Regions from separate parts of the Mus musculus genome. Here all the other regions are linked to region 1. The links are chromatin contacts, called in public HiChIP or PLAC-seq maps. All regions are on one chromosome and are shown on one strand. The core of a region is the stretch at or near the end of the contact, and the rest is flanking DNA. Distances in the headings are between cores, read along the strand shown.

Evidence for each region. HiChIP or PLAC-seq counts read pairs in DNA pulled down with a chosen protein or histone mark.
Region 2: an H3K4me3 HiChIP or PLAC-seq map of craniofacial prominence shows a contact between it and region 1, with 3 times the contacts expected there. The contact joins the enhancer-like site here to the promoter of Pex14 in region 1. A contact is called at or near these places in 6 of 39 promoter capture datasets (the 3T3-L1 cell line, cranial neural crest, embryonic stem cells and 2 more), 13 of 115 datasets of contacts at active chromatin or transcription factors (the NIH/3T3 cell line, astrocytes, bone marrow-derived macrophages and 8 more) and 3 of 9 other capture datasets (adipose tissue, liver and macrophages).
Region 3: a contact with region 1 is called in an H3K27ac HiChIP or PLAC-seq map of embryonic stem cells, with 6 read pairs. The contact joins the enhancer-like site here to the promoter of Pex14 in region 1. A contact is called at or near these places in 20 of 39 promoter capture datasets (the 3T3-L1 cell line, 3T3-L1-derived adipocytes, the C10 cell line and 13 more), 20 of 115 datasets of contacts at active chromatin or transcription factors (the SCID.adh cell line, SST interneurons, T-cell acute lymphoblastic leukemia and 13 more) and 3 of 9 other capture datasets (adipose tissue, embryonic stem cells and liver).
Region 4: a contact with region 1 is called in an H3K4me3 HiChIP or PLAC-seq map of embryonic stem cells, with 18 read pairs. The contact joins the enhancer-like site here to the promoter of Pex14 in region 1. A contact is called at or near these places in 18 of 39 promoter capture datasets (the 3T3-L1 cell line, the C10 cell line, the HPC-7 cell line and 13 more), 3 of 484 Hi-C or Micro-C datasets (bone marrow-derived macrophages and embryonic stem cells), 24 of 115 datasets of contacts at active chromatin or transcription factors (the 230-238 cell line, the SCID.adh cell line, acute myeloid leukemia and 15 more) and 4 of 9 other capture datasets (adipose tissue, embryonic stem cells, liver and 1 more).
Region 5: an H3K4me3 HiChIP or PLAC-seq map of embryonic stem cells shows a contact between it and region 1, with 5 times the contacts expected there. The contact joins the enhancer-like site here to the promoter of Pex14 in region 1. A contact is called at or near these places in 20 of 39 promoter capture datasets (the 3T3-L1 cell line, the C10 cell line, the HPC-7 cell line and 11 more), 1 of 484 Hi-C or Micro-C datasets (uterus), 21 of 115 datasets of contacts at active chromatin or transcription factors (SST interneurons, astrocytes, bone marrow-derived macrophages and 12 more) and 4 of 9 other capture datasets (adipose tissue, embryonic stem cells, liver and 1 more).
Region 6: a contact with region 1 is called in an H3K4me3 HiChIP or PLAC-seq map of craniofacial prominence, with 4 times the contacts expected there. The contact joins the promoter of Rbp7 here to the promoter of Pex14 in region 1. A contact is called at or near these places in 4 of 39 promoter capture datasets (the C10 cell line, hematopoietic stem and progenitor cells, hippocampal neurons and 1 more), 2 of 115 datasets of contacts at active chromatin or transcription factors (craniofacial prominence and embryonic stem cells) and 1 of 9 other capture datasets (liver).

The regions. Positions count from the first base shown.
Region 1 is chr4:149,097,911-149,102,363 of GRCm38.p6, forward strand. Pex14 (peroxisomal biogenesis factor 14) reads right to left here and starts at 1,933. Exons shown (of 9, transcript NM_019781.3): 1 at 1,862-1,933. The coding sequence starts at 1,897. Gm46722 (a long non-coding RNA gene) reads left to right here and starts at 77. Exons shown (of 3, transcript XR_003955172.1): 1 at 77-1,229; 2 at 1,535-1,670; 3 at 1,767-1,868.
Region 2 is chr4:148,768,801-148,773,255 of GRCm38.p6, forward strand. No RefSeq gene overlaps it. Among named protein-coding and RNA genes, the nearest start is that of Gm42350, 14 kb to the right of the region's middle. Within about 2 kb of position 1,946, at least 33 of the 459 cell types and tissues checked have an H3K27ac peak or open chromatin away from gene starts, as enhancers often do. A contact at or near this core is called in craniofacial prominence, where this site is marked.
Region 3 is chr4:148,647,780-148,652,732 of GRCm38.p6, forward strand. Gm572 (predicted gene 572) reads left to right here. Exons shown (of 12, transcript NM_001368835.1): 2 at 3,363-3,463. Among named protein-coding and RNA genes, the nearest start is that of Gm572, 6.9 kb to the left of the region's middle. Within about 2 kb of position 3,387, at least 25 of the 459 cell types and tissues checked have an H3K27ac peak or open chromatin away from gene starts, as enhancers often do. A contact at or near this core is called in embryonic stem cells, where this site is marked.
Region 4 is chr4:148,723,024-148,727,611 of GRCm38.p6, forward strand. No RefSeq gene overlaps it. Among named protein-coding and RNA genes, the nearest start is that of Gm32897, 22 kb to the right of the region's middle. Within about 2 kb of position 1,433, at least 33 of the 459 cell types and tissues checked have an H3K27ac peak or open chromatin away from gene starts, as enhancers often do. A contact at or near this core is called in craniofacial prominence, embryonic stem cells and trophoblast stem cells, where this site is marked.
Region 5 is chr4:148,677,476-148,682,133 of GRCm38.p6, forward strand. No RefSeq gene overlaps it. Among named protein-coding and RNA genes, the nearest start is that of Gm572, 36 kb to the left of the region's middle. Within about 2 kb of position 3,261, at least 35 of the 459 cell types and tissues checked have an H3K27ac peak or open chromatin away from gene starts, as enhancers often do. A contact at or near this core is called in embryonic stem cells, where this site is marked.
Region 6 is chr4:149,453,151-149,458,049 of GRCm38.p6, forward strand. Rbp7 (retinol binding protein 7, cellular) reads right to left here and starts at 1,818. Exons shown (of 4, transcript NM_022020.2): 1 at 1,728-1,818; 2 at 206-384. The coding sequence starts at 1,800. It also overlaps the pseudogene Trmt112-ps2.

The DNA of each region.
Region 1 (4,453 bases), core at 683-3,182:
GGCTGTGAGCCACCATGTGGCTCACGGGAACTGAACTCAGGACCTCTGGGAGAGCAGCCAGTGCCAATACTCTTAGCCACTGAGCCATCTCTCCAGCCCCATTCATAACATATTTTTTAAGTGTGTATTTGCAGTGTATTGTTAGATAGTGACAGGACAGGACAACTTTTTCCTCAGGCTTCCAGCACATTCTGACGCAATGTCATCTGTCAGCTCTGGAAAGGAGGGCAAAGGAGAAACAGGCTCAACCCACACAAAGGTGGCCAAACCCTGAAAGACCTTGGACCTCCAGAAACTGTGGACACAGTTCAATCCCTACAGAGGTTTGAAAAAAATTCAGACCCTGAGGCTCGCTGCAGTTTAGCATGCGAGGTGGGATACCACAAGAAAGGAAGGTCCCTCTTTCAGACACTGCAGAGTCCAGAGTTGGTCCTAATTGTTTCCCATGCCTTACAGCACACACATTCCTCCTGAATCACTCACACCACTAACAGAGGCTGATCTGAGTGTCCAGCGCCTTTAAGTGTGATTCCCCCTAATCGACTTATCACAAGTAGAAAGGCAGTAAGACTCTAAGTAGTAGTCCTCTGCCTAGGAAGGAAGGGAAATATCTGTAAGTGGTTTAAAACTCTTTAAGGTGCTTCAAGATGTTGACAAATGAATGATGAGCTTCCCAGGCTAAAAATATTGCTCCTCCTAGGTCTATCCTAATCACATTGAAACATAAGATAGCCAGAGAGCAGAGACACTTCTTCGGGAGCTGAAATCAAGGCCCGGCGGTGCACGTGATTTAGGGCTCGCTACAAAACCTTGCTACCCACTTCTGCACTTTACTAAGAGAAGAGAGACTTAAGATAAGCAGCACTGCCCTGGGGCCAAAGAGAAGGCTGAGCAGGCAAAAGGCGTTGCTGCTAAGCCTGAGGACCTGAGTTCCATCTGAGATCCACATGGCGGACGGAGGGGGGAACCGTTTCCGGCAAAGTTGTCCTCTGCCTCCCACCAGCACCATGCTGCGCACATGTACACAAAAATAAACAAAAAATCAAAAGTAAACATAACTTGCCCTCTGCCTGCCAGCACACTGGTGGTAAAACCCTCTCCACATCCCACTCCGCCTTTGGCTTAGAAACCCCTTCCGAGGCCATATCAGCACGACTTCCAGGCAGCCCAAGCATCAACAGTGGCCCTCACTGTCCCACAAGCGAAGCGGGATTTGGTTAAATCTGCAGGTGAAGAACTCGGAGGGGAGTCCTTGGCTAAGACAACCAAACCCAGCCAAGCGAGGGTTGGATCCTCAGCTAAAGCTCAGTGGCGTCTGTTATTTAAAGTACGTCCCCTTTCTACTAACGCACTGGGAGGGAAGGAGTCCTCAGAGCGGCGCCCCAACTTGAAAAGGAAAGAAAGCCCCATGGTGAATGAAGCCCCAGATGCTGGCACTTTGGGGGCTGAGGCCGTGGGAGCGGGAGTCGCCAGGCCCCTCCCGACAGGGGACAGCCGGGTACCAACGAGCCTTCCCCACCTCTCTCTCCTCCAGCAGGGCCCTGCAGCTGTGTGCTGAGGACCTAACCGGAGCCCGCCACCCTTCCTGACCAAGCCCAGAGGGCTCCGAGGGGTCGCCGAGCGGGAAGCCAGGGCCTGAGACCCGGTCGAGACCCCGACCCGGGACTGTGGTGAGAGCGGGGTCACCGGGGGAGGAGCCGGGCCGGGAGGACCGGAGAGGGGCGGGGCCCAGAGAAAACACTAAATCGGGGGTCCTCCGCTTCAAGGCGTCAGGGTCGCCGCCCCACTGCCTGCCGCGCGCCCAGCGGCGCCCCAGCCGCGACCCCTGACAGTCGCGACGGGGCAGTCCCACTCCCCTCACCTGGTTCGGCTGCTCTGCCTGCTCCGACGACGCCATCTTCCTCAGGCCTGACTAGTCGACCGCCGCTGGCCCAAGTTTCTCCCAAGAGCGCTTGCACTAGTTCTCCCGACTAGACCAAAGTAGAAGGTCCCGAGCATGTCGATGGGGGCGGGTTCCCGGCAAAAAGGATTGAGTGAGACTGGTGTCCCGGTTATCTTGCAGTTTACAGGAAAATCCATAGTTCAAATTCTTTTTAAAAAAATAGAATATCTCTTGTTGTTGTTGTTTTACATTGTTGATGTATAAACGCTGTGGTTTAGGCACATCTACTCCTAATTTTCTCCCCCTACTCTCCCCACATCACCCACCAGGTTCACCCTCTTTTTAAAATAAATTTACATGTTTGTATGTTTAGACTTGTTTGTTTTTGTTTTCTAGACAAGGCCTCACGTAATTCAAAGTAGCCTCAAACTTTCTATGTAGCCCTAGATGAACTTCTGATCCTCCTGCCTCCACCTCGAGGTGCTGAGATAACAGGCGTGCGCCACACATTTTTATTCTTGAAGTAAATCTCTCCCTATTCTCATAACATCGTGGGCACATTTAGGGACTACTTATTTAATAAACACATGAAAATGTAAGTTAAAATTTAGCCATTCGACCGGGCACTGGTGATGCACGCCTTTAATCCCAGCACTTGGGAGGCAGAAGCAGGCGGATTTCTGAGTTCGAGGCCAGCCTGGTCTATAGAGAGAGTTCCAGGACAGACAAGGCTACAACAGAGAAACCCTGTCTCGGAAAAAAAAAAAAAAAAAAAAAAAAAAGCCAAAAAAAAAAAATAGTGTAGCCATTCGGTACACTAGTATTCGTTAAGTACCTACTGTTTCTCAGAAGCGTTCATAAACTCCAACAACACTCTGCAGCTCGCTCTCTCTCTCTCTTTTTCTTTTTTTTTTTTTTTTTTTTTTTTTGGTTTTTCAAAACTCTGTCGTAGCCTTGGCTGTCCTGGAACTCACTCTGTAGACCAGGCTAGCCTCGAAAATTTGCCTGCCTCTGCCTCCCAAGTGCTGGGATTAAAGGCGATCGCCACCATGCGTTCTGCAGCTCTGTCTTAAGAAACCCATGTGTTGGGGCTGGAGAGATGGTTCAGTGGTTAAGAGCACTGACTGCTCTTCCAGAGGTCCTGAGTTCAAATCCCAGCAACCACAAATAAATAAATAAGAAATCCATGTGCACAATAGTGCTTTCTCAGGCTGCCTCTCCTCTGTATTAGAACTGACATCTCAAGATGGGGATATAGCTTAGTTGGTAACACATGCATAAAACCTGGGCTCCAGCACAATGACTACGTGGTACAGTGGTGCACAACTGTGACCACAGCACATGGGCTATATGCTGAGTTCAAGGCCAATCTAGACTATGTAAGGTTCCCGTTGGTTGGTTGGTTTGTTTTTTAAATTAAAAAAAAAAATTTATACAGGCAGAAGACTGGAACACCCAGACTTTGAGAACTGGGGACATTTGAGGAGAGAGGAGCAGTCTGTGAACCATCATTATGGTAGCTGAATTGTTAGATGTGTTGCTTTAGGTTTTTGAGACAGAGTCTCACTGTGTAGTCCAAGCTGGCTCAAATTCAAGATCCCCTGCTTCTGCCTCCAGAGTTCTGGGATTATAAGTGTACCAGTATGCCCTGCTCTTTAACCTTAATATCACCACCCGACCACCACCAACATCACTATTTTGTATGTATATGATGCTAGTCCTTGTGTGCTAAGCAAATGCTCTACCAATGACCCACACCCCCAGTGCCAATTCTTTTCATGTTAAACACTGGAGCAATAAAACAACAACAACAACAACAAACCAGACTTGTATCACAGCCAGGAGGGATGAATATATTGCCAGGCAGTAATGAATCAGCTCTGTGATTCATGGTTCCCTTTACTTTCTGACTTGCGATCTTATCATTCTTTCTTGCCAAGAGACACATTTTCTTAATTCCCATTTCTATTTATTTTCAATTCTGTAACCAGGCACCGCTCCATTCTATAAGATACTGTTGAGTGTTCCCACTGAGCAGAACAGAAAAGGTTGATCTTATAGCCAGAAGTACAAAAAAAGAAAGAGGATTCTTTTTCATTTCAAAGTTACTTTCTTATAAACCAAAGACAAGGCGATATAACAAGAGAAAAATAACCGGTTGGTCAACATCATTTCCGGTTACCTTTTTGTGTAAGAATTAAGGCATGATCATGCCAAGCAGAGTGAGCCTGTTTGAGAAATCTGCCTATCCCTCTAATCTTGATCCCTGGGAAGTCGAGATAAAGTTTATTTTTATTTCAGTCATGTGAAATCTTCACATGAATGTCTTTTGCCCACAGTCCTAGGAATCAAACTTAAAGTCTTGTTCAGGCTGGCTTGTGTTCTGGCATTTAGCTACCCCCAGTCTGTATTTTTATTTTTAGCTCAATTTGTTGGTGTCTAAAACAACTCCCTGGTCTACAGCAATGCCCTCCTGTTATTGCTATTTAGCAACCTTTTTGCGTAGTTCAGGAGAGCTGGCTGGTAGACGGCTCATCAGTTAAGAGCACTCACTGCTCTTGCAGAAAAGCC
Region 2 (4,455 bases), core at 696-3,195, 330 kb before region 1:
GAAGCAGTAATTGAGGGGTAGTGAATTAGATAATCAACACCGCCAGGAAGTGGGGATGTGCCCGGGTTGCCTTTGTTCCTAGAATGAGCATACCACAGTGCCACGCTGTGCTGGGGAAGGAAGGGAGGGGACCTAGTCAGGCTGGGAGCAGGAATTCCCTTACCCATCATCCACGGCCATACCCACAGCAGAGTGAGCTGGACATCGTTAGGCTCCCAGCCCACCCGTGGGGAGGTTCTCAGAGCCTGTTGGACCCTGGAGGGGTCTGGGAGCTGCCTGGTTATTCTATCACTGTTTACTCTCCAGTGTGTCGTAGAGGCTTCAAAACCCTCAGCAATGAGGTGGGCTTGAGTTCAAATCTTACCTCCTCTACACTACTTGTATAAACTCTTTGCCTCCCCAGCCGTTTCCCATGACTCTTCCTGCAGATGACATGTTCCCGTGAGGGTCACCAAACACTATTAATTGTATTTGCCCACACGACAACGACGAGAACGACGACCTTGGGCCCCTCTCCCATGCCAGGTGGAGAGGCCTTTAGGACAGTCTTGCCAAGTCTTCCTACCAACTCCATGAAGTCAGGCCTTTGGTCATTACTCTTCCTATTTATAGATGACTGAACTCAGGCATGGGCAATAATTCAAATGCCTGGGGTGGTGCTCTAGGAAGAGACAAAGCCTGCGCTTGAACCCAGATATCGTGCAGGACCCACAGGTCCCAGGCTACGTGATATCTCATCGCCCCCAATATGCAGTTACAGCAGTGGCGTGGAAGTGAACAGCCACCCTTTCCAGCAAGCCTCACGTTCTTTTCCTCTAAACAAGATACCATGGGCTCCCTCACACACTCCTGAGAACTGCTTTCCATCGGCAGGGGGTGGAGTGGGGTGTGTTGCGGGGTGTGCTGGACATTAGGAAGTTCCCACACAGACTTCCAACATAATCTCTGTGACTGTGTTCTTAGGCCTTGGTCTGGGAGTGTGGACACAAGGACTTCATCACCACCTCTGTCCTTGACAGGGCAGTGATTGGCTCTCTACGCTCATTTGGGCCCCATTCCCACTGCATGGCTGCAAACACTCGGGTCAGGGATGATATAACCTTCTCCGGGCCTCAGTTTCCTCTCTGTAACACAAGCGGCTAGGACTCTCTCCCATCCATTCTCAGGTCTCCCATTTCCAACCCCACAGATCCCTGGTGCTTTGAGGTCAAGGTCAGAGTTAGTAGGACTCAGCTGGGCAGAGCATAGCTGGTGAGGGGACATGTTCCTTCTCCAGTGTCTCTGCCCTACTTTCTGATGAAGGATAAACTACTGTCAGGGTGAAGGAAATAGACACCCAACAGCCCCCTAGAAGGCACCCAGAAGGTTCCCAGGACAGGAGGGCAGAACTGTCACAAGGCAGAACTTCTCACTGTAAAGTGGTATTCCCAGAGGCTACTGGAAACCCACTCGAATGACATGTGGGCAGTGTGAACACCCTATGCTGAGTGTACCACCTCATTCTAGTCCCAACAGCAGCACCCACAAGGCAGGACTCTTTACCACCTACCTGTTGGCCCCTCTGCCTGGCATGCTTGGTCTCTTCTGAGACTGCCCACTTTTCTCAAGCTGTAGCCCCCTTTGACTACAGCGGCGGGGGGGGGGGGCGTGGGAGGGGACAAACAGAGAGTTCTCGGGAGTAGTTGGAACCCGGATGGCTATAGAGTCCAGCCTTTGTATGATCCCCCAGCTGAGAAGCACACAGGCATCTCCCCCTGGCAACCTCAGTCCCAGCTAGGTTCTGTGTCCCTCTCTAGGAGGTGGTAGGCAGTCAGTATGCCCACCTACTCTGGGACCAGAGGCAGGGAGGGGAGGGGCCGCGGGCCTGGGAGAAGCCTGGCTGTTCCCCTCTGCCCCTCTAGAGATCCTGCTCCCTACCCTAGACTGGAAACCTGACACCCGGAGGCCCATCTGCTCACTGCCCTCGGTTCACAGCCCCTGGAGGCCTCTGTGCCAGAGGCAGCCTAGCCGTGATTGTTCCCTGCTGAATGGGCAGGCCTGGTGCCCACACCAGGTGCACCATTGTGATGGTCTTGACACCTGCCTGGCGGGTCGCAGGGCCCACAAGCATGGCGATCCTAGCCTGGCTGAGCAGAACTGCCTACCAGCCTCCTGGAGTTGGGCTAAGGAGTTCCAGGTCCCTCGTGCTCTCACGGTGTGTGTGTGTGGGGGGGGGGGGTTAAGTACCCCAATCACAGTTTGTATCTCCGTTTGCCAGAATGAAGGGGGACGCTTTGTCCCCTCTTCCACTTACGATTTCAGCCCCGATAGAGGGAGGGGGTGCACCCTCAATTTCTTGACTGTAAAATGGGAATAAGAGAAGAAGCCACCAAAATGAGCAGCTGGAAGATCAAAAGCCACACTGAGCGATGGGGAAAAGCAGTTACTACAATTCAGACTTGCAGTATGCAGGCAGGGACCTCGGGGAGCTGGGCTCAGCCCCACAGGCCCGCCCAGAGCCCTGGCTGCCCCCCTGCCTGCCTCCCCTTGCCCGGCCTCCCGCCCCGCTCTATGAAAATTTAATGCCGGGTAATGACAGTCTGGGCTAATGAAAGAGGCTTCTCTTCTGGCAAAAAGAGAAAAACAAACAAAAATCAACAACCTGCAAGGGGGCATTAACTTTTCATGAGCTCTCTCCCCAGTGACACCCCGCCCCGGCTCACCCCGGGCAGCGCCAAGCCCCCTCCTTCCCTATTTCTCTCAGGAGCCAGGCTGGGCTGAAAGAGTGAGGACGCAGCTGGAGGGGTCCTGATTCTTTGAGAGTGTCTTCTTGGGGTTTCTTTGTGGGACACCTGCCAGTCTTAGGGAAGAGGGAGCTCTAAGGGTTTGGGGGAGCTTCCGTGGAGGGCTCTGGGGGTGGAGTACCAGCGCCGGGCAGCAGGTGGGAGTGGATGCAGTCCAGAGCTAGTGAGAGAGGAAAGGATGAGTTCAGGGGTCCGGTTCCGGTCTCAACAACCTGCAATAAGCCTCGCCCCCCAGTCCTAGCTCCCCTGTGCCTGACTGCAAATGGCTAGAGAAAAGGGCACGAAGCGCCGCTCTTTCTCTCTCTTTGTGGTGTCCTGGAGAGCCATTGGCTGCTGCCTGTGATATCCTGAGAGATGCGACAATTAATTTTCTTTTAATCAAGGTCGGATGAAGTAAATCGGCGCGGCTGTGCAGCCCTTCATTTTCTGTTTTTGCAGTGGTGCAAAACAAATATGATCAAATTATACTCCTTCTCACCTTATTGAATTAGGAAGCATGACTGATCAGAGGGAGTGGAGATGCACGATACTAGGTGGAGCGCCCCCTCTTTCCCTGACCCAGCTTCCATCTCTCGGGGGTCACTGGGACTTAGGGACCCCTGGAGGATAACAGAAGACAGTACTCAGCATAGTGGGTGCTCAGCAAAGGCATGTGAAAGAATGAATGAATGAGTTGAATGAATGAATGATGCAGTGATAACCTTGGGTCCTTTATGGCTTTTAAATTTTTAGTGTGTGTGTGTGTGTTCAAGTATGTGCATGCTGTGACATCTTTTTAGGTCACAGAACAACTTTTGGGAGTCCTCTCACCCATATGAGTTCTGGGAACTGAACTAAGTGGTTAGGCAGAACGTCTCTGCCAGCTTTCCACCTTTGCTTTGCTTTTTTTTTTTTTTTTTAAGACAGGGTTTCTATTTGTAGCCCTGGCTGTCCTGGAACTCACTCTGTAGACCAGGCTGGCCTCGAACTCAGAAATCCACCTGCCTCTGGCTCCTGAGTACTGGTATTAAAGGTGTGTGCCACCACTGCCCAGTCCACCTTTGCTTTTGAGGCAGGCAGGGTCTCTCTGCTGCACTGGCGTTTGCTTTATCACTGTTGCTGTGATAAAGAGCTCTGGAGAGGGCTTGCTTCAGCTTGTACTTCCAGGTCACAGTCCATCACCGAGAGAAGTCAGCGAGCTCACGCAGGAACTGAAGCAGAGTCCAGGAAGTGCTGTGTCCTGGCCGGTTATCTGGCTTGTACCCAGTTAGCTTTCTTACACAACCCAGACCCACCTGCCTGGGGATGGTGCCACCCACAGTGGGCTTGGCCCTTCCCCATCAGTCATAAGTCAAGATACTCTTTCACAGCAGTGGCCACAGGCCCATCTGATCTGGGAAGTTCCTCAATTGAGCTTCCCTCTTCCAAGGTGACTCTATGGTTACATAAAAACTAACCAGCGCAGCTGGGTGCCCCAGGCTCACTGGCCTGCTAGCTTTTGGGGGAATTCGTCAACCCCTGTCTCTAGCCTCACTGAAGGATTGCTGGAGTTACAGACATGCACCATAGTGTCCAGATTCTGCAAAAATCTCAGGGATTCGAACTCAGGTTGTTAGGTTTGTGCAGCAGACACCTTTTAGCCATTTATCTCTCCCCGTTGAGACAGAGCTGTATATGGGCCAGGCTGGCCTCA
Region 3 (4,953 bases), core at 2,137-4,636, 450 kb before region 1:
GTGTGTCCGTGTAAGATCTGTACATGTGAACACTGGACTCCACAGAGGCCAAAAGAAGATTTCAGGGTCTCTGGAGCTGGAGTTGTAGATGTTTGTAAGGCACCCAAGGTGGGTGTTAGGAACTGAGGTCCTCTGCAAGATCAGGGCACACTGAACCCCTAAAACCTGGGACCTTTTGATTGCTAAGCAAGCTCTCTGCCCCTAAGCACACACCTAACCTCCTTGTGGGTTGCTTTGTTGCTGCTTATTTATTTATTGTAAGGTGGAGTCTTGCTATGTAATTCTAATTGGTCTGGTATTTACTTGTGTAAGCCAGGCCCAACTTGGCATTGTATGCATGTACGTGTGTAGGTATGTATACAATGTATACATGTATGTATGTATACATGCACTTGATCTTAGTCAAAAGGCTGAGAATTAACTTTTTTTTTTTTGAGACAAGGTCTTAGTCTGTAGCCCCAGTGTGGTCTAGAACTCATAGTAATTTTCCTGCCTCAGCCTCTTCAGTGCTAGGATTATAGGCGTGAGTCACCACATCCGGAGTTCCGTGTAAGTGTATCCCATGTGTGCTGTGCCCACGGAGGACAGAAGTGGGAGTCAGGTCCCAGAAACTGGAGCGACAGATGGTTGTGAGCCACCACGTGGGTTCTGGGAATCGAACCTAGGTTTGCTGCAAGAGCTACAAGAGCTCTTAGCCACTGAGCATTTCTTCCCCCGTCATGTGACTATGGTGGCACACGCCATTGATTCCAGCGCTTGGGAGGCAGAGGCAGGTGAATTTCTGAGTTCAAGACCAGCCTGGCCTACATAATAAGTTGCAGGACAGCTAGGGCTACACCGAGAAACCATGAACCATGAAGGATCACCTGCCTTCCCCACTTAGGGTTCTCCAGAACTTCTGTCTACTTTATGGCCAAACCCCAGTCCCTCTGGCTCTGGAGTGACCTACCCAACCATCTGTCTAGTGTTTGGTTCTTTGTCCCTCTGTCCACTGACATTTTTATGTAATTCTTCAAATTCGTCAAACTCGTTCCACGCACCTATGGTCCCGCACCTGCTGCCTCTTTGGCTGGAATGCACCTCCCTGGATCGAAGCTCAGAATTCTTTGATACCTCATCTCTGCTCAAATACCACAGCTCGGCGATGTTTTATCTGACACGGGAACTTTGCAATAGGCAACGAGAGTTATTTACATTTAACATTTATTTATTTTGAAGTGCATGCCCACATACCCATGTGCTACGACATACGTGTGGGTCAGAGGGCAATTTTGTGAAGTCGGTTTTCTCCTTCCACCATGTGGGTTCCAGGGATCCAACTCTGGTTACCAGTCTTGGTGGCAAGAACCTTTCCCCAATGAGCCACCTTACAGTCCCTAAGATTTTGACAATTATTGCCCATGTCCAATGGAAATGGCTTGCTTAGTGCAGACATTTTCTCTGTGTCTCAGCCTAGTTTGTGATATCTTATTATTTGTATTTACTATTTATGTGTTATACGTGTGTTTACATGTTTGTGTGTATTCACCTTGTCAAGGGAGGCACACATGTACAAAAATGGGGGGGCATGCATGCTCGTGTGTCTGTGTGTGTGTGTACAGGCTAGAGGTAGACAAAAGTGTCATTCTTTATTGATCTCCACCTTATTATTTTTTTAGACTTATTTACTTATTATGCATACAGCATTCTGTCTGCATGTACTCCTGCAGGCCAGAAGAGGGCACCAGATCTCACTATAGATGGCTATGAGCCACCATGTGGTTGCTGGGAATTGAATTCAGGACCTGTTTCCACAGCTAGTGCTCTTAACCTCTGAACCATCTCTCCAGCCCCCTCTCCACCTTATTTCTTATTACTTTTTTTTGATCCATCTCGTCAATACCTTCACGTTAATATTATTATTGTTATTATTATTGCTGGTGTTTTGAGATAGGGTCTCACTATGTAGCCCCAGCTGTCCTGGAACTCACTATGTAGACCAGGCTGGTCTTGAACTCACAGAGGTCCACCTGCTTCTGAATCCCAGCTATGTGATTGAAGATGTGACCACCGTGCTGGCTCCATCTTACTTTTTTTTTTTTTTAGACAGGCTCTCTCACTGAGCCTAAAGCTCACCAATCCAGACAGATGAGCTAGCCAGGGAGCCCCTAGGAACCACATGACTCTGCTTCCCCGGTGCAGGGATTAGGGGTGCACTTCACCTAGGCTGGCTTTCCCCGAATATCGTGTACTTAATGATGGAGTCGTCTGTCTAACACTGTGTGGTTCTTTAAGCTGTGGAGAACCCTGAGGTGTGGGAAGGATTCTTGTCAAAGGGTTGGTGTGTGTGACAGGGATGTTCATTCAGAACTTCTGCCTCCCTTTGTGGCAGTCTGTCTGTCTGTCAGTCTGTCAGTCTGTCAGTCTGTCAGCAAATTCATCCCAACATCCTGGATTCTAGAACAAAACCACCTTCTTCTTCTTCTTCTTCTTCTTCTTCTTCTTCTTCTTCTTCTTCTTCTTCTTCTTCTTCTTCTTCTTCTTCTTCTTCTTCCTCTTCCTCCTCCTCCTCCTCCTCCTCTTCCTCTTCCTCCTCCTCCTCTTCCTCCTCTTCCTCTTCCTCTTCCTCCTCTTCTTCTTGTTCTCCTCCTCCTCCTTTTTTCTTTTCTTTTTTCTCTCTCTCCTTTAAACTGGCTGTAAATCTGCAGGGCTCCCTCATCAATAATGACTTAATCCTTAACGTGGATTCATTGTAAAATCTGTATCACAATGTTGCCTTTTCGGAAACCCTTTTTTTACATTGATGTCCTGGGAAGTATCCTCCCTCAGCATCCCCAGTTCCCGTCCCTGCCTCTCATCCCTGTTTCTTCTTTGGTGCTTGCTTGCTATGGAAGATTCCACTATTCATTTCTTTCTTTGTCTTTGCTGCTTGGTCCAAGTCTTGGCTACTGCCCATGGTAGGCATGCAAACAATATATCTCTGGGGCTAGGGTGTAATTCAGCGGTAGAGTGCTTGCTTAGCATTCTGATGCCCTGGATTTGACCCCGTAGCAGAGCAAAAATAAAAAAATAATAAAATCCATATATACATAAATATAATTGACTAGATGAGCTGTAATGGAGATGCTGCGCACCTGTAATCTGGGTATTTGGTAGGCAAAGGCAGGAGGGATTCCAAGTTAGAGGCTAGCCTGGGCTGTATAGCGAGGTTAAGATTAGCACACTGTCTTAAAACACAACACAACACAACAACAATAAAAGCAAGAAAAAATGAAAAGAAAACAGAACCAAAAATGAGATATAATTGCCCGGCTGTATGAAGACAGCCGAGGCAGCCCTGCTGGGCTGGGCACCTGCTCCATGCCCTTCGCTCTTCCTTGCAGGGCCATCTGTCTGGCTTGCATTCAGCCTGCTGTGTTCCCATGGATCCTCCCTGTCAGGTCAAACAAGGACAGGCCTCGCCCAGCGCATGGAGCTCTGACAGGTAAATCAATCAAGCTTTTCTGGTTCACAACAGGCTTTGGGCGGTCCCCTCTCCTCAGACGGACAACTTGCCATGCTTACATGGAAGGCAGAAGGCATCTGTAGCCAGCACACCGGCCTGGATGGCCGCCCAAGTGCTGGGATTCTCAGGGCAGCTGGTGCCAGAGGCAGGACCAGGCTTCCTCACATGGATGGCAGCACTTGTTTTGAAGTATCTGGCACAGGCTCTGCACCAGGCCTGGCAGGGAGACTTGGCGGCAACACAGTTTGTTGTTTTCACCTTTGCTGTTTGTTTGTTTGTTTTGAGACACGGTTTCTCTGTGTAGCCCTGGCTGTCCTGGGCTCACTATGTAGATCACGCTGGCCTTGAACTCAGAAATCCGCCTGCCTCTGCCTCCTGAGTGCTGGGATTAAAGGTGTGCGCCACCATTGCCAGACCTTTGTTGTTTGATTTTTGCTTTTTTCAAGACAAGGTTTCTCTGTTGCCCCTGCTGTCCTTTTGGAACTCTCTCTGATGCAGACCAGGCTGGCCTCAGAGATCTGCCTACCTCTGCCTTCTGAGTACTGGGATCAAAGGTGTGTGCCACTGCCTAGCTTGTTTTGTTTTTTGGTACAGGGTCTCAATATACAGCTTTGTCTGGCCTGGAACTTGTTATATAGACAGGCTAGCTTTGAACTTGAAGAAATCTCCTGGCCTCTTGACTCTCAAGTGCTGGGATTAAAGGTGTGCACCACTGCACCAGGATCACTAACTCATTTTTACATTAGAGTGCAGAGGAGTGAGGGACTTATCATCAATCTCCTGGCAAAGACTAGTAGAGCCCAGACTTCCTCAAACCAGTTGAGTCCTGGGGTCTCCATTGTCAGTCACTCACCACACAAAAGATACAACAAGAGTAGCACATGTTTGCTGAACGTTTATTCTGGTTCAAGCCCTGTGTTGTGATCCTCCACCCAACTCCCTCCTTTTTTAAAAAAAAAAAGATTTATTTATTATTATATCTACGCACACTGTAGCTGTCTTCAGACACACCAGAAGAGGGCATCAGATCTTATTACGGATGGTTGTGAGCCATCTGTGTACACAGCTACAGTGTACTTACATAATAAATAAATAAATCTTTGGGCTGGAATGAGTGGGGCCCGGAGCGAGCAGAGGTCCAGAGTTCTATTCCCAGCAACCACATGATGCTCACACCATCTGTATAGCAACAATGTACTCATATACATAAAATAATAAAAAAGAATTTATATATATATATATATATATATATATATATATATATATATATATATATATATATACTGTAGCTGCCTTCAGACACACCAGAAGAGGGCATCGGATCCCATTACAAATGGTTGTGAGCCACCATGTGGTTGCTGGGATTTGAACTCAGGACCTCTGGAAGAGCAATCAGTGCTCCTAACTGCTGAGCCATCTTTCTTTTTTTTTTTTTTTTTTTTTTTAGATTTATTTATTTACTATATGTA
Region 4 (4,588 bases), core at 183-2,682, 380 kb before region 1:
GGCCAGGGAGATTCAGAAGGCCCCCACGTGTCAGAAATGGTGGCAGAAGTCTGATCTTGGTATCCAGGAGGCTGAGGCTAGCCTGGGCTACACAGTGAGACCCTGTTTCAAGGACGGGAGGAAAGAAGGGAAGACAGTGACTTCCGATGGCCTGAGACCTGGGTCCTGGGTGCCACGGCTGGCTGTCATGGCTGCCCTGGCTGGCTGTCATGGCTGCCCTGAATGTAGACAAAGATGAAGGGAGGCTTGGAGAAGAGAGACCAGGAGGCAACCCGCTGAGCTTTCCCCAGACATTTGTCAAGGAGCAGCAGGTGGGTGCTGGAGCGGAAGTGGATAAAGGAGAAAGGAACCTGCCGGAGGAAAAGAGGCAGGACACAGGAAGCTTTCTGATTCCGGAAGTGACGCATTCTGCTATTTGGGAGGTAAGTGGGGTGGAGCCTAGAGGGAGGGGCTAGCCAGAGATGGCAGAAACCACACTGCCAATCCGCCCCTCCCCAATCCCCCCTCCCACGAGACTGCGACAGTACCACCACAGTAGCCCCAAAGGATGTCCTGCTTGCTGTGTGCCCCACCCACCGTGGGGAGTTCAGGCCTTTTGCAGCAAGACTCTTTGCCGTAGTCCCCAGGATTTTCTGCCGGGGCAGGAATTATGGTTCCCGTTCTGCTGGGCAGATGCTGAACCACTGAGCTACATCCCCAGACCTACAGAGAGGTTCATTCACTTGCCCAAAGGCCACACAGCTTTTAAGAAGCAGAACTAGAATTCAACCTTGATGTTGCCCCACTGCCTGGCTACCCAGGTGCCCAAGAGTTCCCTGTCCAAAGGATGGTGGATGGGCCTTGTTGACTTGGCTTCTGGATCAGCCAGGGTATGCATGCCAACACTGGGGATGTGTGGGTCAGGAGTGATTTCCCAAAGGGCTGGCTCACTTTAGTTCTCAAGAATGCAAAAAATACTGTTAAAAGAGTTGTTCAAGGGGTGTGGAAATGCAACCCCAAGGTCAGAGGTCAGAGAAGTGCCAGGGATTAGAGAAGCCTTGACTGGAGGGCGGGAGGAGGGGGGGGGGAACCAGAGATGGATGTGGTAATTAAGCTTGCCATCCCAGCACTCAGGAGGCTGAGGCAGGAAGACTGCTGCAAGTTCCAGGCCAGACTGGGCTGGGCTTCAGGGTGCCTGCTCTGTCTCACAAAAGCAAAAGAAATGGACAGCCCTGGTGGTGGTGAAGGTAGTGTGTGTGTGCTGTGTTTCCAGACCTGGCCTGGCTCAATGAAGCAGTCCTGACGGAAGACTCAGAGGCCTAGAGGCAGGAGAGCCAGAGGTGAAGCTGTACACGGCCCATTCATTGGGTGGGTCCCCGCAGCACAGCGCCCGCCTTGCAGGAGCCAGCTCGCCCCGCCCGCGGGGGTCGCCCGTCCCAGGCCGGGAAGTCTAATGTGCCCGCAGCCGTTCCGGGGAGCGGTCCCCCGCCGCGCTAATGTGCGGTCGCCCCGCCCGCCAGCAGTGGTGCCCCCGCGCCGACCCCGAGCGCAAATCGATACGCATCAGGCGGCGGGCTGCCCCGTCCCCTCCCTGCCCACACCCCTCTCTCCAAGCTCCCTTCCTCCCTCTCGGATACCCCGGACCTGCCTCCGCCCTCTGGCTTCCTAGGAGCCTGGGAATCCCGGGTGAGTGGATAGGGGCTTAGGGCCAGAGCGTGCTCATTCTTTCCCCAAGGCAGGGACCCGGGGAGGGGGATGAATGAAACACTCCAATGCAAAACATCAGGGGTGACGGTGGCCCCTGCATAAGAGAAATCAAGACAAGTAAAAATTAAGGCCCGGGAATGTGGCTCAAAGACACAGCTCTATGGCACATAAATTAGATGTGGTGTGCACACCTGTAATCCCAGCACTCGCTCTGGAGTAGAGGCAGGAGGGTCCTAAATTCAAGGTCAGTCCTCAGAGGCTACAAAGTGAGCTTGAGGGATAAGGGAAATCATGCTTCAGGTTAAAATGAAAAGGCTTGGTGGACGATAGCTCAAAGGCTCAAGCGCTTGCTTTGCAACAAAGAGTTCGAGCCTACATAAAAGCTGGCAGGTGTACTGGCACCCTGCTAGTCCAGGTGGGCACGGATGATCCTCAGAGCAGGCTAGACCATCAGACCAGGGGAGCCCCAGGCTCACCAAGAGACTCCAATAAATTGGAGTGTGGGATCAGCATGGAGACACTGGGTGAAGTCACTCACGGAGGAAATCTGGGGACCTGAGGTAGATCCATGGAACCCATGGGTCACCCGAAGGAGAGAGCTCACTGCCACACATGCACCATGGCACCTGTTCCCATTTACCCCACGCCCTCCATGCTGTGATAATAAGTAAAAAATTTAAAGATTAATTTTTTAAAAAGGTGGAACCTGACAGAAGATACCAGGCACCTCTGACCTTACAGGGCCACACAGGCCCGCGCGTGCACTCGCACACAGGCCCACAGGCCTTCGTTCAGGCACACACACCACACGCACATGTACATGTGATAACTACATAAGTTAAAAAAATTAAGGGAAAAATTAATGCAAAAAAAATCCTCAGTGATCAAAAATAAATCAAAATTTTAAATGAAGCTGAGATCAGTAATGGTTGAGCAGAGCCATATTGGAGCCTGGGGCAAAGGGAAAAAAAATATCAAGAAGCTGGATCCTGTTTCATTTAAATGTTGAATTCTTTGTTCATCCCAGATTGCTCACTGGGGGACGGGTTGTCACTGAAACTCGCTTTGGGGACCAGTAATGACAGAAGAAGAAATGCCAGCACCTTAATTACCTTAAAAGTATTATTGGGGGGGAGGGTTGAACCCAGGGCCCCCTGTGTGCTAGGTGCACGCTGTATCCCCAGCATCCTCTCCATCTTTTAAAATTGTGGTTGTTGCAGCAGGGTCTCAGGTAGCCCAGGCTGGCCTCGAACTTGCCGCCTAGTAGAGTCTTGCTCTGAACCCTTGCTGCTTCTCTTGCCTCCCGAGTTCTGGATTTACAGACATAGGCCACCTCTCTCAATGCATCAAGTTACTAGTTAAGTTTTTTGTCTTCTTTTGTTTGACACAGCATCATTCAGGCTGACCCGGAACCCTCCATCCTCCCTCCTGTCTCAGCATCCCGAGTCTTGGTCTTAACGGTTTGTAGCACCACGGCATCTCTTAATTTTCTCTTTTTTAAATAAAAAACCCCCGTGACAATTTACAGTTTACACAGCAATGTACCCAGCATACTTTACCTTTGGAGGGCTTTCTGTCCCAGGATTTCCATTATCTTCAGAGCCCTGCAAGTGTCACCAACCAGCTTTAGCGCTTTGCTCTACCCTTGCTGGAAACTCTGTAACCTCAAGCAAACACTCGTTCTCTTTGGTGTCCCCAGACCCTGGCAACCATACTATTTCCATCGCTATGGCATTATCTGTACTGGAGATGAACGCGGGATCATATGCTGTGTGGTCTCTTGCAGCTCAAGGTTCATGGTTATTATAGCTTCTGCCAATATTCCACTCTTTTCTTTTTCCTGGGTATGCATGTGCGTGTGGTGTATGGAGCCTGTGTGCATTGGTGCATACGGCTGCTCTCATGGGCGAGGAGGCAGGGGAAAATGCCTTCCTTCCTTCCTGCCCCGCCAGCCTTCCTCTTAATCTCTTGAAACAAAGTCTCTAAATGAAATAAATGTACACACAGGTGACCAGCAAGCAACAGTGATCCACTGTCTCTGCTCCCCAGAAGGCTGGGGTTAGAGGTGACATGGGGGTCCAGTTGGCTTTTCACATGGTGTGCTAGGCACTTGAACTCAGGTGTTCATTTGTGTGTGCAAGCACACTCACCTCTGAGCCGTTTCTTGGCTCCAGGATTGAATTTTTCACAGTTTGAATCGTGGTTCATTGTGTGGCTATTCCTCATTTCCTCAGCCATTCCTCAGCTGTGGGGATTTGGGGTGTTCCTTGTGTCTATCCCTCGTCTCTTATGAATAACGCACTGATGCGTGAGCTTCCCGTGTGCACGCTAGTGTGTGTGTGTGTGTGTGTGTGTGTGTGTGTGTGTGTGTGTGTGTGTGTGTGTGTGTATGCTACAGTGTCCATTCAGAGGTCAGAGGACAGTTTGCAGGAGCCAGTTCTTTCCTTCCACCATGTAGTTTCTGGGGATGGAATACAGGCGTCAGTCTTGACAGCAAGCGCCTGTACCTACTGAGCCATCATCTTAGCAATCTTTTACTTACTTAGGTTTGTCCACACAGGGTTTCTCTGTGTAGCCCTGGCTGTCCTGGAACTCAGAGATCTGCCTGCCTCTGCCTCCCGAGTGCTGGGATTGAAGGCGTATCCCACCACACCTGGCTAGCCTCTTACTATCTGTTTCTCCCTCCTGAGTCTACCCCTAGAATATGGGGCCCATGATCACTGCATACCTAACATTTTAAACAATTGCTAGGGAGTTTTCCAACATGGCCGGACTATGGCGCTTCCTACAAAAAGTGTAGACGGGTCTCCGTTTCTCCATATCCTCACCAGCAACTGTGCTCACTATGGGCATTTTTCTATTCCAGTCTCCCTAGTATCACAGTGCTTCCAGTTTCCTCTGT
Region 5 (4,658 bases), core at 2,011-4,510, 420 kb before region 1:
ACCTAGAGGGGGAAGCCCACAGATGGTAGCCCAGGTCCCACATCCGGACACATGGCTGGGTGGTCTCGGCTTCCCCTGGGAATGTGAACTCACAGGAGTCGAGGGAGCCCACGTTGACACACTTTCACAGGACAGTGAGATCAGTGGTCAGAGCCCAGCCTGATGCTCTGGACTCATGATCATTCTGCAGGGCCCCACCCTGCACTGCCACCATGTGTTGTTCAGGACTACATCCTTTGACAGATGTTCATGGAGCTGGGCCTCTGTATCAGGTATGTTCCAGCTTAAGGAGGTCCTCTACCTCTAGACAGAGAAAAGTCCTTTATTCTTTCTTTCTTTCTTTCTTTTTTTTTTTTTTTTTTGGTCTTTCAAGACAGGGTTTCTCTGTGTAGCCCTGGCTGTCCTGGAACTCACTCTGTAGACCAGGCTGGCCTCGAACTCAGAAATCTGCCTGCCTCTGCCTCCTGAGTGCTGGGATTAAAGGCGTGTGCCACCACGCCAGGCAAGTCCTTTATTCTTGTGAGTGTGTGCGTTTGAGCGCGCATGTGTGCGTGTGCATGTGTGTGTGTGTTCTAGCAGTGGAGATGTAATAATCACACGAGACAATTCCAGATGTTTCCCAGTGCTCTGAAGAGAACCAAGCAAGCATCTGGGTCAAGGGTTGCTTTGAGTGAGAATGTCAGAAGGCACCAAGGCGAAAGAAGGTCAAAGGCAAACTCAGAAAGAGCCCAGGAGTCAGGCGTAAGGTATGGTGTCACAGGCCTGTGAGCCCAGCGCTCCGGATACTGACGCAGAAGGCGCTAGAGGCCATTGGGAGCTGCAAAATGAAACCCTGTCTCAAAAATAAGGTCAAACAATCCCTCCCACTGGGAAAAGGAAAGAAATATCTAGGTGAGGTCATCTAGGCCAAGGGACATAAATTACAAAGGTGCCAGGGAGACAGAAGGTCACTGGAGACAGCATTTAAGCAGGATGTTGTGGAAACCCTGTAGGGTTTGAACGCCTTGAAGGAGACTGAGTTTCCCTCTGACCTCAGGGAGCATCTTATAATGTATGCCTTTAGGCGACAAGTGGTCGTATATGGATACTTTACAAAGGGGGCCATGGCTAAATGGTTGGTCAGAGGGGCAAGCATAGGCACCAAGAACCTGGAGAACAGGGGCTGACTGGTTCAGGACTTGCCTGCTCTCCTAAAAGGAAAGTGTCTCTCCAGGTCTCTTCTGCATCACTCAGTTCCCTGCAGTTCCTGTGGATGCATGAGATGTGGCTGGTAGGAGAGGGGCTATGCCTTCCGTCTTTCGTCTCCACCTTGGTACAATGCTGCCTCGGGGAGTCACTTGTATCTTCACTTTCTCTGCCACTCACCTCTCCTCGTCTCCACTTCTTCAAGGCCACCTAGCTTTGGGACATCACAGACCAGGGCATAAACACATAACCCAGAAGTTCTGTGAACCTTGAGCTCGTTCCCAAGTCCTGAGTGTATTGTACCAACCTGCATCCTTGGACACCAGACAAAGGGCATGGAGTTAATGAAGTCATCAGGCCCCAAGTGATGATAGATAGAGCTCAGCAGGCAGAGAACTCGCCTAGCGTGAGGCTCAGGGCTTTGATCCCCAGCACAGCGGTGGTACACATCTGGAATTCCAGCACACCAGAGGTGGAAGTTCAAGCTCATTTTGAGCTACATGGCACATTCAAGACCAGCTTGACATAGGTAAATAAGACTATATCAAGCCGGGCATGGTGACACACGCCTTTCAATCCCAGCACTCGGGAGGCAGAGGCAGGCGGATTTTTTTCTGAGTTCGAGGCCAGTCTGGTCTACAAAGTGAGTTCCAGGACAGCCAGGGTTATACAGAGAAACCCTGTCTCGAAAAACCAAAACAAACAAACAAACAAACAAACAAGTCTGTATCAAAATAAAATAAAATAAAATAAAATAAAATGAAATAAAATAAAATGATCGCTATGAATGGTCCAGCAATTCCCAGGGCAGGAAGAGGCTAGGCCTGGCTTGGCCTGGGCTCTGGATGCTCTTCTCAGGCAGAATAAACAATAGGCAGCCATTTCTTTCCCCTCAGCTAACTCTCCTCACCCTCTCAAAAGTGGGAAGTCTTCTTTAATTAAAAAGTGCTCGGGGTTCCATGCAGGACTCCTGTTCTCTTTTAAGACGTAACAACACTGACTCTATGGCCCCTCCTACACTTGATGTGCCAGGGCCAGAATGGTACCCATGACCAATTCTGGGGCTATGGCAGGCATACTCGTGAACATCGTCCCTGCCTTGGGGACATCTAATTTTCTTGCCGAGACCTCCCAGGTCTTGCAGGCAGGCATCTGTTTATGCCTGACACATCTGTGTGCCGTGACATCGTGGAAAGGGGTTCTGTGGGGTTGGGGTTGTGGGGTCTTAGCCAGTCTAGGCTATTCAATGTGATTAGACATCATTTGGGTCCCTTGGGTTCTAATCTTCTCCTCCCCAGAGTCTCAGCCAGTAAGCATACATACACTGTACTTCTTCCTTGTCTGTCCTGCGCAGCAGTCAACACAGCCAGAAAATCCCTGGGTTTGCCTCTGTGAGTACCAAGCCTGTGGCCCTGGACTCTCAGATGTCCTCTGCTTCCCGTGATGGCTTCCTGTCACGGCATACCCTTTTAGCGCCGGCTGCAAGTCTCTGTTGGGTATTTGAATCTCACTTAAACTGGAACTGTACTTATTATCAACTCAGTAATTCTCCAGATTAGGGAGTAACCGAACTCCCGATCCTCTATCTTCCGAGTGCTGGGATTACAGGCATGAACGGCCTTGCCATATGTCACTCATATAAGGCTGGACATGGAACCGGAGGCATCGTGCATGCTAGGCAAGAACCCTACCAACTGAACTATGTCTCAGGCCTATCTCCTCTCCCCAGCCCTCCTTTTTCCTCTTTGGAGACCCAGGGTGAGCCATTCCACACCCCAGCACTGTGCCCTTCAGAGTGAGGTCCCCAGCCAGCAATGCCTACATTCCCTGGGAATTCACTAGAAACACAAATCACTAGGGTGGTTTTGTTTTTGTTTTGTTTTGAGACAGGGTGTCATGTAGCCCAGGCTGCCCTGGAACCCTCTGTGTAGCCAAGGCTGACCTTGAATTTCTGATCTTCCAGTTTTCCTTCTCTCAGTTAAAGAGATTACAGCCAAGTCCCACCCTGCTCAGTTTAGATATGCAAATTATTAAACTTGGAATGTCCCTCAGTTACCAAAGTCTAGCTGGGCCACTGCATTATCTTAACGAATGAATTGGACCACACCCCAGATGACAGATCAAGAAATTCAGTCAGTGAGGCCTGATAGTTTGCATTCTAACAAGACTTCCTGTGGATTCAGGAGGTGCTCCATTGCACACAAGAAAACAACTGCTAGGGAGAGAGAGAGAGAGAGAGAGAGAGAGAGAGAGAGAGAGAGAGAGAGAGAGAGAGAGAGAGAGAGAGAGAGAGAGAGAGAGAGGAGACTGGTACTCCCTAAGTCAAAGAACTCCTTTGCCTCTAAAATAAAGGCTACATTCTGTTTCAAAGTCTTGCCACCACCATCTGCCCACTGTAAGCAGGACCACCCCTTTGAGGAAGAAAGAAACGATTGTTTCCATTTTATGGATGCAGAAACTGAGGCTCACAGCCTGATCCAAGGTCACATAGATAGCTGGAAAATAGTAACTCAAGGTCTTCATATTCTTAGGCAAGGAATCCTTCCAGCACACCTTGAGTCTTCAGAATTCCTTTAGACCAAAGAAACAAACCCAGGTCCTATTGGCCAGGAAGGAGATCTGCCTTCCAGCTTTCTGCCCAATTTCCAGTTGCAATCACAAGAGAGAGCATCCAGGAAGCATAAATTTTGCCTGGCAGTTGAGTAAGAGCTCTGAAAGGAGTTACACGTCAGGGAGATGGGACTTTATTTCTCAATGAAATAGCCTTTTTATGGCTGGAATAAAAGTGCCAGGGGAGCCTAATGCCAGGAAGCAGAAAGCACATTTGATAAACTCCTCCAGCCAGGGCGGGGCTGCATGGGAACTCACCGCAGAGTTCCCCACGACACCAGTGCATGCTTCTCTGTAGATCCGAGTCCTGCCTGGGAGAGATCTTGGTTAAAGGTGGTGGTGGGGTCGTGGGCGGCGGTCCTCGTGGCCCTTCTAGATGGAGAATGGCTGACACTGGACCCCAGAGCCTGAAGCTGGGTCTCCAGTTAAAAGTGGAGCTGCAATGTAAAGAGCAGCCAGCAGGGGGCAGCATAACACACTGTTCCAGCCTGACCTGGGGCTGCTACAAGGGTTGGGGGCTTAGGGGTGGGGGGGCCTCTGGGGTACAACCCTCAGAAGAGGTCAGCGGTAACTCTCTCCCTAGGAAGTCTTCCTCCTCCTTTCAGCTTTTCTCTTCAGCCTTTTCCTATCAAAGAACAGTTCCCCATAAGGTGGGGTAGGGTTTCCCTCCCCTGTCTTGCCCACTCTCTGGCTGTCTTCTTAAGCTTCGACAAGTTTATCTTTGGACTTGACTAACCCATTGATTTCCTCCCAATGGGGTCTTTCAGATAGTCTTAGTGTAACTACGTGCAAATGGGCAGAGTTTGTAGGTTTTGGGGGCACCACCTTCATAGTCCCGGGGCGGCGGTGGGGAGGGTGGGGGC
Region 6 (4,899 bases), core at 568-3,067, 360 kb after region 1:
GGTGGTTGTGAGCCACCATGTGGGTGCTGGGAATTAAACTCTCCATTCTCTACAAGAGCCCAAATGCTCTTAGCTGATGAGCTGTTTCTCCAGCCCCAAGCCTATGTTCTTTCGTTTTTCTTTTTCTAAGGTGCTAGTAATCTTCCCTGGGCCTCATGCTGGCTAAGTGAGAGCCCTAGCCCTTAGCTGCTGCCTAAGCCCTTACCGTGCATTTTCTGTTATCCAGGCCTTTGTTATCCTCCTCAAACTCTTCTCCAACTTTGAATTTTACAAGGTAGTTCCTGAGGCTGCTGCACGTCTGGATGGTGAAGGAGTCCCCATTTTGCTCAATCACTTTCTGTGGCTTCAGCAACTTGGCAATCTTACGAGTTGCAAAGTCAATACCTGCAAAGTTATTGTTCTTATTATATATATTTTTTATTTTAATCATTTACATTGATGTATGCGTGGGCATGCGTGTGTAACTCAGAGAGCAGCTGGTTTTAAAGCAGGATTTTACATAACACATGCTGTCTTTGAACTTATACAGGCAAAGGTGACATTACACTTCTGATCTTCTTCCCTCCACTTCCAAATATTGGATCATAGGTGTGCACCACCATACTTGACTCACGAGAACTTGTATAAATTTTACCTGCAGGCATATCTGTGCACCACATGTATGCAGTGCCCAGAGAGGCCAGAAGAGGGCATCGCATTCCCTGTAAACAGGGCATTCAGATGGTTGTGCGCTGCCATGTGCATGACTAAGCCACCTCTCTAGCCGCTAAAGAAGGATGATTTTTTTTTTAATTGCTTTTACTTACTGGGGTTTTGAAGTCTGTTCTATGTACTTGAAGGAAGTTTTTCAAGTACCCAGTACAGCAAGATATGGTAGCTTAGGTCTCTAATCTCTATACTTGGGAAACTGAGAAAGGAGGATTTCCTGAAGTCTGAGACCAGCCTGGTCTACAAAGTGAGGTCCAGGCCAGCTTGACCTACAACGTGAGACCTTATCTCAAAACAGACAAACAAAAAAACCCGAACAAATAAATCCCAATACAAGCCCTGGCAAGGATGCTCTGCATGCAGGAATAGTTGCCCAAATCTGTCAAATCCATAGAGCCAGAGCAAGTTGCCCGGTCAGCGCCATACCGAGAGTCTTTTAGGAAGCAGGGTCAGTGATCAGACCCTCTCTCGTGGACCCATGCACTGGAGGCCACAGGGTTCAGGGTGTGGGGCACTGCTCTCTCGCCACACACATGGGCAGCTCAGGCTGACTCTGCCGGTTCATCTGCAGGAGTAGCCTTGAACTCCGAACACTGGCCATTAGCCAAGCGGGCTCAGCTCTGGCGGGGAAATTGAATTCTCACGCAGACTGCAGCTGCTGTTTGCCTGGTTTCCAGTGCCAGGACCCGCCCTGCCCCTAGGAGCCCCAGCCGCTCCCAACCGTATCCCACATATCCACGCAGATTTGGATAGGCAGGGGTACATAAGCACCTGAGATTCGAGGAACGCAGAGAGGTACCGACAGATGGGATGAGTGACAGACGAGACAAGGGGGTCAGAAGAAAGACAGAGCAGCAGAGACTCTGGGACAAGGACAGGAGCTGACCAGCGAGAACATAACCCACAGGGGACAGAAGGACCTGGAACACACAGGACAAACTGTCTTCACTCAATCCCGGAGGCCCGAGGCCTTGCTCCCCAACCTTAGCTCCCCCTAGCTGCACAACCCTAAGTCCTACCCAGGGCCAGCATGTAGCCCTCGAAGTTGTCGCTGCTGAGAAGATTCCAGGTACCGCTGAGGTCTGCTGGCATGGTTTGGTGTCTGTCCGCAGCCAAAGCCCAAGAGTCACAGGCAGTGGTGCCCTATATTGTCAATGGGGCGAGGGCGGAGCCAGGATGGAGCCCAAGGGGACTGCAGGAGGGGACAGGGAAGCTGGGGGTGTGGAGCCCTGGCTATCCCTCCTTCCTTCCTTTCCCACGTACTCCTGGCTCCATCCCTTCTCCTGCCCCACCCTACCTTGGCAACCTCTGTTTCCCTTGTGACTCCCTCCTTTAGTTTAACTTTAAACACCTCTGAGCCCAGGGTGTGACCCAGGTCATCCCTTATTCTTAGATGTTAATAACTAAACGAATGGCTTTCAGCTCCCAGCATCAAATACTGACTGGGTCAACATAAATGTTTAAAACCAGCTGTTCTCTGATTTACACACGCATGCCCACACATACATCAATGTATATGCAGCACCTAGCCATCCTAATAAATAGGAACTCATTTATTTGGGGGGGGGTTTCAAGACAGGGTTTCTCTGTATAGCCCTGGCTGTCCTGGAGCTCACTTTGTAGACCAGGCTGGCCTCAAACTCAGAAATCCACCTGCCTCTGCCACCCGAGTGCTGGGATTAAAGGCATGTGCCACCACGCCCAGCTCTTTTTTTTTTTTTTTAAGATTTATTTTATTTATTATATGTAAGTACACTGTAGCTGCCTTCAAACACCAGAAGAGGGAATCAGGTCTTGATTCAGATGGTTGTGAGCCACCATGTGGTTGCTGGGGTTTGAACTCAGGACCTTTGGAAGAGCAGTCAGTGCTCTTAACCGCTGAGCCATCTCTTTAGCCCAGGAACTCATTTCTTTTACCCTGCTCAGGTTAGACCAGCTGGTCAGACTTGACTGTGTGTTAGCTGGAAATCTGTCCACACTTGAAAATTGAGGGCCAGGGGTTGGAGAGATGGCTCAGTGGTTAAGAGTACTGACTGCTCTTCCAGAGGTCCTGAGTTCAATTTCCAGCAACCACATGGTGGCTCACAACCATCTGTAATGGGATCTGACACCCTCTTCTGGTGTGTCTGAAGACAGCTACAGTGTACTCACACACATGAAATAAAGAAATAAATCTTAAAAAAAAAAAAAAAAAAGAGCTGAGGGCTGGGTCTGGTAAGCTATAGGCTCTTTATGGACTGTTAGGGATCCCAGATAGCATGGAGGTTGAGTTCTCTAAGAGTCCCAAGAGAACCACAAAGGTGCTGCCCTGTGTCCTACAAAGCGATCTCAGAAGTTAGGTGACATCACTTCCACCAGAGTCCTAAACCTTTCAAAATTCAAAAGAAGGAAACTGGAAACCAGGCTGGAGACGCAGCTCAGTGACAGAGAGCTTGCACTGAGGCCCTGGGCTCTGTGTCTGCACCGTAAAAGCAAGCGGGTGGGTCTTAGTTTTGTTACCTGTTGCTGTGATGAAATACTCATACAAAAGCCACTTATCGGGGAAGGGATTGTTTTAACTCACCATTCCAAGTTATGGTCCAGCCTTGCAGGGAAGCCAGGGTCACAGGCACGTGAAGCTATCAGACATCCACAGTCAAAAGCAGAAATGCCTGCCTGTGCTGGGCCCACTCATGTCTCCTGTCACACACTCCAAGACCTAAACTCTGCCAACGGTACAGGGTCCTTCCACATCAGTTAACAGGCATCATGGACACCCATGGTGACACAGCTAGCACTGACAAAAACTCACAACTTTGTTAACTTTTTTTTTTCAGGTTGGCTGTTGTGGCACATATCTTTGATCCTAGCACTCAGGAGGAAGAAGCAGGCAGATTTCTGAGTTCAAGGCCAGCCTGATCTACAGAATGAGTTCCGGGATGACCAGAACTGCACAGAGAAATCCTGTTTTGAAAAACCAAATAAAACCAAATCAATCAAACAAACAAAAAAACAAAAAACAAAAAAACCCCAAAAACCTGTTTATAATTTGCATATGTTTTATGTCTTCTCCCTCTCTGTCTCCATCTCCCTCTCCCTCTCCTAGTCCATGCCTCGTCCATTTCCCTGTTTGTTGACTGAAAGGCATGACTGTGGGTTCACGTCATTTACCATGACAGTGTCCCCGGGTCTTGCACTCTGCCCAGCAAATGCTCAATAAATGCTTGACTGACTGACTGACTGACTGACTGACTGACTGAATGTGACCTTTTCCAAGGGAGAAATGCCCTTTGTATTGAGAAGCCAAGGTGGGATCAACTTGCTCAGAAAGAGCGTTTGAATCTCTTACACCAAATGGCATAGACATTCCTTGACCTTTGAGGGATCCATAACTGTGAACTCTGCCCAAATTTCTGGAGTCTGGAACAGGACGCATAAAGAACAGTAGCTACGCCTTCCGGTTCCGGCCTCACGCGCTCCGCTGTGACAACATGAAACTGCTCACCCACAATCTCCTAAGCTCCCATGTGCGGGGCGTGGGCACGCGTGGCTTCCCGCTGCGCCTGCAGGCCACTGAGGTCCGCATCAACCCCGTGGAGTTCAACCCGGAGTTCGTGGCGCGGATGATCCCCAAAGTGGAGTGGGCGGCGCTTGTGCAGGCAGCGGACACCTTAAACTTGGCCGAGGTACCCAAAGAGCCGACTGAAGGCTATGAGCACGACGAGACATTTTTGAGGAAGATGCACCACGTGTTGCTTGAGGTTGATGTACTGGAGGGCACCCTGCAATGCCCAGAATCTGGTCGTCTTTTCCCCATCAGCCGCGGGATCCCCAATATGCTGTTGAATGATGAGGAGACTGAGACGTAACCTTGCTAGCCGCCACTTTGGTATTTTGTTGACTGTGTGTTTCTGTTGTACGGTCTGTTAAATAGACGTGTCATGTGTGACCCCCAAACTCCCCCCAGTGACTCACCGACCACCGTGTACTTGAGCTCCATAGTATATTTTTTTTTCTCATTAAAGGTTCAAAACCAAAAAAAAAAAAAAAAAAAAAAAGAACAGTAGCTACTTCCTAACCTTAAGGATCATATTGTTCTAAAGCCTGGCCTAAAAATGAAAGGCACAGAAGTAACTAATAATACTCTTAGCCTTTGTGCCAGTTGCCCTGGCTTCGGGCCAGCTTGAGTAAAGGCCACCTATTCAAGACTGG